Linked DNA regions of Danio rerio: region 2 is linked to region 1. Evidence: chromatin contacts called from public HiChIP or PLAC-seq data. All regions are on one chromosome and are shown on one strand. Each heading gives the region's core, a stretch centred on a gene start, on an enhancer-like site or on the middle of the called end of the contact. The rest is flanking DNA. Distances are from core to core; before and after follow the strand shown.

Region 1 (6,627 bases), core at 1,945-4,444:
TCATGGTCTGTTAATCCTAAAAAAAATTTCAAAAACAACAACCACAACACAAGTTTAAACACACATCACATCTCAGAAAGTATATGAAATAAAACTTAATGTGAAATGTAATCTGTAAATGTCTTTCAGACCTTTTACTGGTTGTTCACTTGCAGTGTCCTTCACTTGATCATCAGGTATTTGATTCTGGATCATGAGTTTGAGGAAGTCTACCCGACCCTGATTAAAAAAAACACAACATAATAATAATCATAATCTACTGCTGCACCAACATTTCTGAGCAATCTGTTATGGAAGAAATCTGAAGAGTGAAAAAGTGGCAAACAAACATTTGATTCATTGTGCTCATCCTTAATCTTTCTCAGGGCCTTGTAGTAAAAATCTGTAGTTGATCTTGAAAACAAACTTATGCCCATTTTTGCCAAAAGATTTGCAGCAGAGGGACAAAAAGCTGTAATAAAACAAACATTTTTAAAATAATTTTCTATCTCACTTTATACTGTTCATGAACAGTGCATCCGTAAAGTATTAATATCGCATCACTTTTTCCACATTTTTTAATGTTACAGCCTTATTCCAAAATGGATTAAAGTAATTAATTTTCTCAAAATTCTACACACAATACCCTATAATGACAATGTGCAAAAAAAGATTTTTTGAAATTGTTGCAAATTTATAAAAAAAGGGCGAGGCAGTGGCGCAGTAAGTAGTACTGTCGCCTCACAGCAAGAAGGTCGCTGGTTCGAACCTCGGCTCAGTTGGCGTTTCTGTGTGGAGTTTGCATGTTCTCCCTGCCTTTGCGTGGGTTTCCTCCGGGTGCACTGGTTTCCCCCACAGTCCAAAGACATGCGGTACAGGTGAATTGGGTAGGCTAAATTGTCCGTAGTGTATGAGTGTGTTTGTGAATGTGTGTGTGGATGTTTCCCAGAGATGGGTTGCGGCTGGAAGGGCATCCGCTGAGTAAAAGCTAACTGGATAAGTTGGCGGTTCATTCCGCTGTGGTGATCCCGGATTAATAAAAGGTACTAAGCCGACAAGAAAATGAAGGAATGAATGATTTATAAAAAAATAAAAATAAATAAATGACTTGAATCCATTTTGGAATAAGGCTGTAATATGTAAATTGTGTATAAAGTGAAGCGCTATCAATACTTTTCGGATGCACTGTAAAAATCAAATCAAAATGACATACCTAAAAGCAGAAAGAGAGGACTGAGTGGATTGATGTTGAAAAAACTTTTGATACTGGTAACAAACGGATCATCAGGGTTGTTTATGGAGTCGAAGTCAACGCTGAAGGAGGAGCTGGCGACAACATCTAAACTGTATGGAGCCACAACACTGAAACACAAATAGGGGCTTCTTGTTAAATATATAATATAGTGATCATTTACGTTTGTAACAAAAGATTTATGATTATTTTGTCTCATGTTATGATGGAAAAATGGCACATACTCTTTTATTTTAAGTGGCAGATTGGGGTCTTTCTTTTCCATATTTTCAATAAAACGATCAGCATGTGTCATAGCAATGGGAAATATCTGAAATATTAGAAAAAATAAAATAAAATCAGCAACAAACATGTTAAAGTATAAGATAACATAAATGTTATATAAAAGAAAAAGTAAAATGTTTTAAACATCAACAATAACATGACATGCTCAATTCCTCTTCCATCCTGTTAAACATTATTGCACTCCATTGTACAAACAAAGCACACATATATTATTGTACATACAAAAGAAAGTCACTCAGGTTTGGATGAACATGAGAGTGAGTACATTTTATATTTGGGTCTCTTTAAAAAGCTTCACAGTACCTCCTTCAGTCGTCCACTAGTGAAATATGGAGAGAGTGAACTTCGGATTCGCCTCCACCTCTCATCTTTAACCAATGTTATTCCATCAGCAAAAGGGCCAACCAAATCTGGATTCATATTCTGTAAAAAAAAAATTATCCAAATGATGACCGACCGCAACTGGGTCTTAAAGAAATAATTCTCTTTATGTTGTTATGTCCGTTCTAGTAAAACTGATGTCCTCACCCGTCTGTTAGTGAAGGTAGAATAACAGTCTTTCACCAAAATCGTTTTGATCATTTCCAGATCAGTAACAAGTAGCAATGGAAGCCTTCCATCATAGATCCTGAGCAATAAAAGAAATATCGATCAGTCAGCAATCCTGTGATCTGTGCAAATAACTATATCATTTAAAAGTGTGAAGTCAGCAAGTTTTAAAATTATTATTATTTTTTTTTTTATTTAGCAAGTATTAATTTGATCATACTTGACAATGAATAAATTTGATAATGTAATATGATTTCATTTACAAATATTTGCGGTTGTTTAGGCAGAACAACTGTTTCTTAAGCAGCAAGTTCACTTAATTAGATTGATTTTTAATTATAGAACTAATTCTTGAGAACACAATAAATCATATAACTTATACTTACCCCCATACTTTTCCATACTTCTTAGAACATTCTATGTCAAAATTACAGATGCCCTACAATACATTTGCATAGAGAAAATTAATTACGTCTTATTCCTCTAGGATCATTTTCAGTAAGTACACATTCTTATACCTTATATAATCAAATACTAACTTTAGAGTATGATAAAGCCGTGCCAACAAATGGCAAAGGTCTTGGTCCTGGAATTCCCAGTTTTTTGAAAAATCCATGTGGCCAAACACCGTAACTACATTATATAACAAAGATATCAGATTACATTAGCTTTACAGTATGATAAAATAATGCACAAAAATAACACAACACACGACTACCAATTTAAATGACATTCTTTGATCTGTTATTATTGATGAATACTTACATTAAAAGGAGGGTTATGACCAGAACCACCAGGGTCCAGGTCACAGACAGAGACGAGAGATCAAACATTGTAAATCAATGTATTCTTCAGTGTACAACAAATGCTCATGTACACTAATGCTGTGGTTTATTCGCGTTCACACCGAGAGTGATCCGGAAGTAGGGTCATATGAAAGAAAAAAAACAAACATTAATCGTTTTACACCTTTGACGCATATTTCTTATTAACGGGGTTTCTTGTTAAGAAGCATACATAAAGCGAAACAGTTAGTTTTTATAGTGTAAAGTACGACGATTTCACTCACCTCACCACCGCTCCTCAACACGGAGTTCTAGTTCTGTGTCTTCACTAAACAAACCTGCTGTACTGTTGCTCAAAAACAAGTCCCTCATTGTAATTTCAGAGTATATACATGACACTATAGTGACACCCTTTGGACAAAAACCGAAACGGACTTCAAACTTATAGTTCGATGTTTGTGACTTCATGACCGACGTAATATTTAGGCCTACTGGCGCTGCCAGTTCCACAAACAATATTGTCATGCCAAGTGGTAATGGATTATAATAATGTTTTGTTCCATTTCCTTTTTCCTCCGAAATGTATTTATAGATTAGTAATTGATGACAGTATGTAGGCCTATCATTTAATATCTTTTGTGCAAACTACATAAAATCACACTTGGTTCTTATAAAAAAAAAAACTGAATGCCTAAAAGGTGATTTTAAAATATGTTGTTTATAAATTTAGTATAAGTTATAATTATTTACAATTACATTACATGTTGATTATACAGTGTTGAGATGCCCAAACTAGGGCCCACATACTGGCCAAAGTTGGTAACCTTTGATTTGGCCCACCATGCCATCTGAGAAGAAAGGGAGAATTATGGGGATGGTTTAGAGATCGTATGTTACCTTTTATTTTTTTGTTTTATTATTAAGCTACAAAAGCTAGCTGAAATTAAATGTTTCAATTTAAATGGTACAAATAAATCAGATTAGTTAATCAGACAGACAATGCAGAGACTTTGGGGAGTGAATCAGGGCAATATATATAAAATGGGAGTGTTTGTACTGCAATAAGTTATAATAAAATATGATACTGCATTAGTAAGTAATGTGGATTTATATATAGCACATTTATTGTGTATGGCCATACACCAAAAGCACTTCACAATCATGAGAGGGGGTGGCTGCCATCGCATCATCCAAGTGGATGCTGCACACAGGTGACCAAACACCAGCTATTGGTGGAGTGGAGAAACAGGGATAGAGCTAATTCAGTGGATGGGGATGATTGGGAGGCCATGATCATAAGGGCCGGTGGAGGGAATTTGGCCAGGACACCAGAGTGACACCCCTACGCTTTACAAGAAGTGCCATGATATTTTGAATGACCAGAGAGTCAGGATGGTAAAGTCTAGAACGGACACGCGACCAGCCGAAAGTGCAATATGCACATCAATATAGCAGCATTATTTATGACACTGTATTTATGACATTATTTATGACTGTAAAAAAATTATTTATTAGATAATTTAATAGATAGCATAAATAATACTCGGTACAACTACTGATTTTATGCTACCGACAGTTGGGCTTTGGGTTGGAGTGGGGGTAGATGTCAATAAAATACAATAAATGGAAAATTTAATAAATAATATAATTTTTGTTAACTTCCGGCAACAACCGTATCTTATCTAGCAACAACAAGTCAGGACCTCGGTTTAACGTCTCATCCAAAAGAAGCATTAGTTAATATTATTCGAAGTAATGTTTGCTATTTAGCAATATTATGAAATGAATTAGGAAATTGCCCATGGCAACTTTAATGTAAAATAGTTTTTTATTTACTTTATTTATTTATACAGGGACAATGTACAACATGACATGTTGTGCCAGAGTTAGCTATAAAGCTAATTTACATCTGTTAGAGAGGTATATTTGTCTTCGCCCTACGGCTCTCAATGATATTTGGTTTTTGGCCGTTCATACAAAAAAGTTTGGCCACCCCTAACTACACATTATAATAGTTTCTTTACCATTATTTTCTACATTAATTATTGTGTGTTGTTATTGCTTTTAATTTAGCTGAATAAAAAAGGTAATAATTTTATTGACAAGACTTCTTTGTACAGATTATTACAAAAAAACATACAAAATAAAATAAAACTGTCCATTAACTCCCCAACATGCAGTTTTCAGTCACAGTAATAAAAAACACAACTATATGGTATTTCATTGATCATTTCAAATGAGATTTTTCACAATCTGCATAAAATGTTTTAAAAATACAAATTTTATGCTAGACTGCAAAGTCCAACAGTCAACTTTATCAAATGAAATGAGTGTAGTGAACTTAAAATTGACTGAAAGTTAATTCTGCTCATTTGAAAAGAGTTTTTAACTCGGTGTTGAAGTTAATGAGTTAATTAAATACCTCATTGCTTCAGCTTAATTGGAGTAGGTTCACAGTACTCATATAGATGTTAGTTTTTTTTTTAACTCAAATGGTTTGTAGCAATCAGTTTCCTCAAACGGTTTGAGTTGCCTTAACATATTGAATTTCACAGTACACAGTTGGTTTAAGTTGTCTTCATTTATCGGGTTTTACTGTGTTTACTGTTTTTGGGTTTTCCATTTATTCAAATGGAGTAAGTTAACAGCACTCATTAGGATTAGTTTTCAAACGTAAATATTTTGTTGCAATCGGTTTCCTCAAATGGTTTGAGTTACCTTAACTTTTTGGGATTTACAGTGTAGATACATGTGATTGTAACATCAAGAAAACATCTTTGTATCTTAGAGGCATTAAAGTCAACAACAAGCATTTCATTTATCATAAAAAATCTTTACTTCATGAACGTCCATGACATACACTTGTGCTAAAACACTTGGTGAGACTGAAACAAACATTTCCATAACAGTACACTCTTGTTTGATAACTGTATTTGTTGTGTTGGCATTTTCAAGAACTGCAAAAATTCAAACTTCTCATGAAAGTACAACGGAACTACTGTACGTCACTTCTGAAGAACACTATAGCGAACGACAAAACAAATTAACTCTAAAATCGCACTGTGAAATTACACTTTTTACAAGCCTGTCAAAAAAATCAAATAAAAGCAAATAGTCAATCATACTGAAGGAGGAAACTCAAATATTTATGGCTCAAGAGTGCAGAACGTATGTGTAAAGCAACTGCATACTGATCTCCTCACACACAAGTCATACATTCGATCATTAAATAATTTCAAGTGAGTGTTTGCAGTTCCTAAGCGAGGCCGAACAGACAGGAACAAAAGAAAAAGCCAGAAGAAAAAAAAAAACAAATGTTGATATGTGTGTGAGAATGAGCAATGGCACAAATCACAACACATCTGGCACTGTCTCACCGTCCAATCACAGAGGCAGAAAACCAGACCATTTCTAATGACCTCCGTAGGTTAGTTTTTTTTGCTGGTGAGTCTATAAAAGAATTTACTGAAAACATCCGTGCTTCATTATCCAGGTTGCATGAATCAAATCCATTAGAGAAGATTTACATTTCATGACCTTTGCGACCTCAAGTGCAACGTGTATATATAGGGACACTGACGGTGAGATGAAATTTTTCAGACAAGAGTATACAGTAATTACAGTGTGTTTTTCCACTTCGCCTTTTCCTCATGTTCATCTCAATGTGACGGGGCAGGAATGTTACGCGTATACATGTGTCTCATCACATCGACCGGTGAGTCCTGCTTATTAAAAACCACAGACATTTATGCATCTTTCACAACCAAGGCTGCAAAC
Region 2 (6,627 bases), core at 2,074-4,573, 540 kb after region 1:
TCGCAATATATAACCATGCCTAATATCTGATACCCAAATGATCATTTTTTTTCATAAATTGTTAACATTTTGGTATTTGTGATGCAGCAAGCCCAGAGACTGATGTGTACCCTACGATTTTATATACAATTCACTTTAATGTGTGATAGGACTAAAAAGTGGTCATAAACAAATAATTTCTCAATTCGAATGACTAGCGGCTTGGACCCGCAAACAGTACTCCATATGTCAACAATATGTCTTGACTTAACAAGCGGATAGACATTCACAGTTTCTCCGACAGTTGGCTTGGAGTCAAGGGTCTAACAGTATACTATTGCTTTACTAATACTTAGTAAAGTGTGTGTATATATTTCTTAGTAAACAGAGTATCTAAAGAGAACCATTAAAATAAAACTATTTTATTGTGGCTAAAAGCAAGTTTTAGGTTTCAGATCTGTCAGTTATCTCATATTTATAGCTCAATCAAGTCAGCGGTTGTTTTTTCAAATCCGAAAAAACCTTAAAACCCCTGACTGAACATCTGTTTTGTTTCTTTTTTCTTTTCTTTTCTGCAGAGAAAATTGCTGCACACTAATTTGACGGTGCCTTCAGGAATGCAAATGGCACAAGTGACAAAAATACATGTATTGTGGGTGGAAAGAGCTTAAAGCAAGATGAGGTTTTAATTCAAGAGAATTTTGGCATCCTTTTCCCTTTTTTCAGATCATTTATCCTTTTGATTACGGGAAGAAAATGACTCTAATCTGTGGCATATTAAAGAATTAAAAATGTTCTTTTTAATGAGGCATGCTGTTTTGGTTATTTCTCAATAAAAATAATGTGACAGAGGCATAAAAGCCTGTCATTAATAGTCACACAAGACTGATCATTCCTATTATACCCCCCAATGTCTAAAATAACTAATTTCTTTTAAATCTGACAAGCCATTCTGTTTTATTCTGCACACCTCCATCATTACAAAAATACTTCACAATGCCTAATGCAGATATACATTGAGAGCTCTAACAACACCAAACATCCCTTTTCTCAGCATGCCAACTGTTACTCTTGTCCTCCAGTGGCCCACTATGCATATGCACACACATCATATTCCCTGTATGAGAAGCATTATAGCTGGAATCAAAGCCAAAGGATGCATATGCCATCTGTGGCCACGCATGCAGTCTGACCTAATGACTCCTCTATTGTTCGGGTCCAGAGAGCTCAGCTCAACTGGCTGTTGCACAGACAGACAGATATTTGACATTCCATTATTATTAAAATCAAGTTTCACAATCTTATGACAGTAGTGTGTAAAACATTGGCCATAAACCATTCATTATCTCCGATATGGCATCATTAGTTTGAATAATAGTATTTAGACCATTCTTCAAGGACTTCTTTTTCTACTTGATGATTTTTTTTTAATTCAGATGCTCTTGTTATAGTGGATAGATTAAAAAAAATATTTAAAACTTTTATACAGTGCCAATGCTAATTTCTGAGATAGATTAGATTAGCCAAACTTGATTTGTTTTCAGTATCCAAATTTACCCTCTTCAGTTTATGTACTTAAAATAAAATTTTACTTCATAAGGTTTTTTTTTTTTAAATCACATAGTTAGTTTACTGTTTATGTGTACTAAATGTAGTCTTTATGAATTCTGGAGAATGTTTATTGACATGAAACTTTGTTTACTTCTGATATTAAATAATGCAAAATGAGAGGGTATGTGTCAGCTACATTAAAATAATAATAATAATATAAAATAATAAAAGAAAAGAAAATACATATGCTACGTGATACACTCAAAGGTTGGATTTGAAACAAACTTTACTCCGAAATTACAAAGTATGTTCAGGCAACAGGTTGAATTAAATATGAAACTCTTATGTATAAAGACTGAAATGCTATTTTTCTTATTTAAAAAAAAATATATATTGTTTTGTTTTTATCTACTGCTGCTTAATATGGTTTTATAAGTGTAGTCTATCATTGATATAAAAAAATTAAAACTAAATGAAGTTAACATGTTTAAGGATTAAACAAACGATCGATCTTTAATGGTAAACATTCGAAATAATTTGCTTATACCAGTTTAAGTTTCCACCAAACAATGTAATTACAATCAAGCACAATATCAAATCTCCACACCACCAGTTACTACACTGATGTTCCTCTCAAAACTAGACACATATACGAAAGTGAAGCCTGTTTTGACAGCCTCATTTCAAGCCCACAAAGTGCCTCTAATTGAAAAACGACCCACATGGCAAGCTGCAAAACTGGTTTACACGAAGCTTCACAGCACGTCAAGTGTAAAAACGCTTTCTTACCTTGCGTGACCGCTTCCAACACGTGGACTTGCAAGCAGAAAAACGCCCACCAACTCCAAGTGCGCACCGCAAACTTTCTCTTCCCATTCCCGCTGAAATTCCTCCCGGAGAAACGTGTAAAAATCATGGAAGAAGAGGAAGAAGCGCTCTTAAGATCACACATGATGGCATTCTTGTCCACGCGTGTGAGAAGTGCTGTTGAGCGGGAACGCGCTGTGTCTTTACGGGAACGGTCGCCTCCTGAGTAAACACTGTCCTCCTCCTCCTCCTCTTTCAGTGCCGTGTTGTGTCTCCCGGCAGGTCTGCGTTTTTTAGAAAGACCTGGGAACTGTCTCTCTGTGGCTTCACATCCACCGGCGTCCATTCCGCTCTCTCTGACTCCGCAAGTTTAACTCACGAGCGCTGACAGTCAGCAAACGTACATTCCAGTCCAGTCGAAAGTTCCCGCTAAATAACGCGCTTTTCATTAACAGCAGTTTAAATGCAGCTGCTGCGCGTGATGCCAGCGAAAGCGCGCGATCACAGCACACACGTCATTATTATGGGTTGTAATTACACTTATGCATTACACTGATGACACCGCACTTTATAAACCTGCTTTATTTCTTAAAAGTCTCGTCAATTATTCCACTTTAAAAAGCACACTCACTCAATATCTCCGGAAAGTCTCATATGAGATCCAGTTGCTGCTCCTGTTTGCTGTTATTTCAACATGTTGGAGGGATTTGCAAGTCATAAACCATCACAAAAATTCTATTATAAACCAATGCACGGAATCCAGAAGGCTGCACGCATGCAGTCACCCCCTAAAACTGTATGCGTACTAATAATATGAGCTCTGATGAAGTGTCCGATGAAACGTCGCAGCGAGTTTGATTAAAAAGCAATCAATGCATATCGAATAGGTCTCCCGGCGTACTTTGGAAACGCAACAAGCGGCTGTTCGTAGTGTATAGATAGGTGTGAGCTGAGCTCCTGCTCACAGCGAACTGAAAGCGAGTGAATGTAGTGTACAGGTCCAGCAGCGCACTTACAGCAACTTCCATTGAGAGCCGCAGCCGCGTCTCTCTCTCCCTCACTCACCTCCGCCCCGCTAAAGACTCATTGGCTGCTGCTGCTGCTGGAGGCGATACTCCATACAGTCCTTCTGAGAGATTCGAGTATTGCAGCAATGCCGTATATTTGTTTATGGATCAAAGACGAGGCATCCCATTTCTGTGTCTGCTGCTGCTGCAAAAAAAGATTTTATATACACAGAAAGCATACTAAATGCATGTCTGTTTTAATGTTTTACAGCACTTTTGGGAAAATAAAATGTCAAATATGGATAAGATAATGTTGCATCGTGATGCAGTGTATACATGTAGCCTATATTTATGTAAACATGAAGTAAAGGGGGGCTACTCATTACAATATCTGAAAGAATAAGTGATCGTATTGTTTTAGTACTGCTTAAAGTATTAGTTCTTGCTGATAACTGGGCAAAAGTTATTAGATTATAATTATAATCATGATATTTCATCATCAAATGAAATTATGTTTTTTTTGTTAACTTTCCATTGAGTTACAAAAACATAAAATAAAAATTCAATTGTTTTCCATTATAAAATACAATATCTGGGCATAGCCATTTGACAATTATATGTTTAATATTTAAAATTAATTAAAATAAATATGTTTTAAAATATATATTTTAAAAACGTACGTATTCACTAACAGTCAAAAGTTTGGGGTCAGTACGGATTTTAAATGTTTTAAAATAAGCTTCTCCTGCTCACCAAAGCTTCATTTATTTAATTAAGTACAGAACAAATTGTAAAATTGTAAAATGTTTTTGTACTATAAAATTACATGTCCAAAAATAGTTTAGAATTATTTTAATAATTTATCCCAGTGGTTTTAAAGATGAGTTTTCAGCTTCATTACTCCAGTCTTCAGAGTGCCTTCAGAAATCACTCTAAAATTAATTAATAAATTATTATTATTATGAATGGTGATAGTAATAAAAGCAATAATGACATAAGTAATCATTTAATTTAAAACTACATACAATAAGAAAGCAGTTAAAATTGTAATAAATATTTAACAATTTAACTTTATTTTATGAGCAGGTAGTGTATGAGCAATATCTTTAGTGTCCCACCAATGACGCTATTCAAATACAGCTGATGTCAGAACAGCAGGAATCATTGGTCATTCACCAACTTCACTTTAGAGCAAGTGTTTGAATGATTCTCTAGCATAATGTCTAAATTTATGACAAAACAGGTGATTTTGCTCACAATTTTAAGATTATAAGGCTGAACGGCATGAAATGCCATCCCAGTCTACAGAGATATCTCCCAGTATTTCTCTGTTGTAATCGGGGATCACAATATTACTGTGGTATAAATACAGCACTACAATATACAGAAGAGAGAGATCGATTTAGTGAAAGCCATTTACCTGTTTATTAATTATTTGATCAGCTGTACTTTGGAATTACGCTGTTTTTCTCTTAGGGCTTATTATGAACCAATTTTGCTCAAAAACATGAGAATGGCAGTCATTGCGCTGTTTCTCAGAACGGATAAAATATTTTTAAAAAGGCACCATCCTTATAAATAAACTGTATAGTTGCAATCTAAATAACTACATTCATGGCTAAAAAAGCCTCAAATTTACATTATGTTGTCCAGCAGCAGCAATATTTGTCAAACTGTAGAGTGCCCTCTGCTTATCGCTGTATGTAGGTGGAGTAATACACAAGGGAGTAGGGTTAAGAGGCTGAACATGTGCTGTTACTTGCAGAATATTGCAAGGCTATCAGGCTATCAGATTCAAAATCCAGACAGAACTGTATAAAAATAAATAAATATCCCTGTCAAATTTTGACTTAAAGCTTCTTTTATTCAACCTAGTTTGCTGTTGTTATTGTATTGTTTTTTTTTTTTTTTTTACCGGAAATGGCACAAGATAATAAGACGATGTACAAGAGACACCATTGTGGAAAAATATATATTTATCATCTTTTATTTATATAACACCAGATGACCAGCATTCTATTAAAGTTCATAATTTTTAGAAAACTTTGCCAGAAAGTCAGCCGATGTTCCCTAAAGCTGAATATGGCCCTAAACTATTTAAAAATAAAACTTTTGTAACATGTGAAAGAACAGATTCAACAAAAACTTTTACCAAGGAAACTTTCAAAAACATTTAAAACAACTTTTCAGCAACCTGAAAAGTATTTGTGAATTGAATCATGCTCACCTTAACCCCCACAAAATCAATTTAATAGATCACCTCAGGAGCACAGAAATGTCTCCATGAAGTAATAAATGACTTTATTCTTGTTATAACTCATCACAAATAGAAACTACATTTTGAAAAGATTCTATAAGTCTGAAGGACATTCATTGATCGTTTAAAAGCTGTTCTGGTAACTTGAATAAAGTATTGTTATTTTTCTTATTATCAAGGACGTTATTGTAAAAGTGTTGCATGAACTTGATATTGCTGAAGTTGTATGCAAGTCAGTTATTCAATAGATCCAGTATAGAAATATTTTATGACATATGTTGTCCTTACATCTCTCCTCTGAATTTTGTGTCCTCTATCATCAGATCAAGTCAACTCACACACTTCTTGGTTGTTTATGCTAATTAACACAACTCAGGCAATGTAAATATGTGTGAATCAGCTCTCTGTTCTGTGGAGATAAACAGCTTGGCTTAGCCTCGATGGTAGAAACTTTAAATTTACATTATGTTTAATCCTTTAGCAGACACTTTTATCCGAATGAGGACAATAGAAGCATGCTAATGTTAAGCTGTTTCTTCAAAAAAAGACTATAGATTCAGTCAAATGACCAACATGGGACAACATTAAAGTCCTTGAAAGTGGTTTTGTTCCTCTGGGATGGCACCACAATGCAATGGTTACTTGTAGGATGAAGGTTTCTGGAACATATGCATGTCTGAAGAAGCACAGTTCAGGCATGAAACTCTAGCAATCGATTTAGTCACAGCAGTACTGGGCGATCAGGTGTACTTAAAAGGCTTTTTTTTAACTCCCCATCCTCCCTAGCGCCACCTGTAGAGATCTGAGGGTTTACTTCCTTTAAAGCAGCTACTTCTTATTATCTTGATTAAATTGAACTAAATATTCTTTACTTAATATATAGCAGCAGCAACAGCATAGCAAAATCCAACTTACAGTATGTTATTTCATAGCCAATAAACACTAGTTGAAATGATCATTAACTGAGTTTAGGGTGCAGAGCCAGTGGTTGTTTTGTGGGCAAACATCAATCAATCAATCAACCAA

What was found. HiChIP or PLAC-seq counts read pairs in DNA pulled down with a chosen protein or histone mark.
Region 2: an H3K4me3 HiChIP or PLAC-seq map of embryo shows a contact between it and region 1, with 13 times the contacts expected there. The contact joins the promoter of sdk1a here to the promoter of cyp3c1 in region 1. A contact is called at or near these places in 3 of 18 Hi-C or Micro-C datasets (caudal fin, skeletal muscle and an unstated tissue) and 2 of 4 datasets of contacts at active chromatin or transcription factors (caudal fin and embryo).

The regions. Positions count from the first base shown.
Region 1 is chr3:39,951,195-39,957,821 of GRCz12tu, forward strand. It overlaps cyp3c1 (cytochrome P450, family 3, subfamily c, polypeptide 1), which reads right to left and starts at 3,195. Exons shown (of 14, transcript NM_212673.1): 1 at 3,135-3,195; 2 at 2,831-2,949; 3 at 2,605-2,698; 4 at 2,452-2,504; 5 at 2,045-2,144; 6 at 1,820-1,939; 7 at 1,456-1,541; 8 at 1,193-1,341; 9 at 330-451; 10 at 132-219; 11 at 1-16. The coding sequence starts at 2,898. sdk1a (sidekick cell adhesion molecule 1a) reads right to left here. Exons shown (of 44, transcript XR_012401153.1): 44 at 5,663-6,627.
Region 2 is chr3:40,487,812-40,494,438 of GRCz12tu, forward strand. sdk1a (sidekick cell adhesion molecule 1a) reads right to left here and starts at 3,324. Exons shown (of 44, transcript XR_012401153.1): 1 at 2,320-3,324.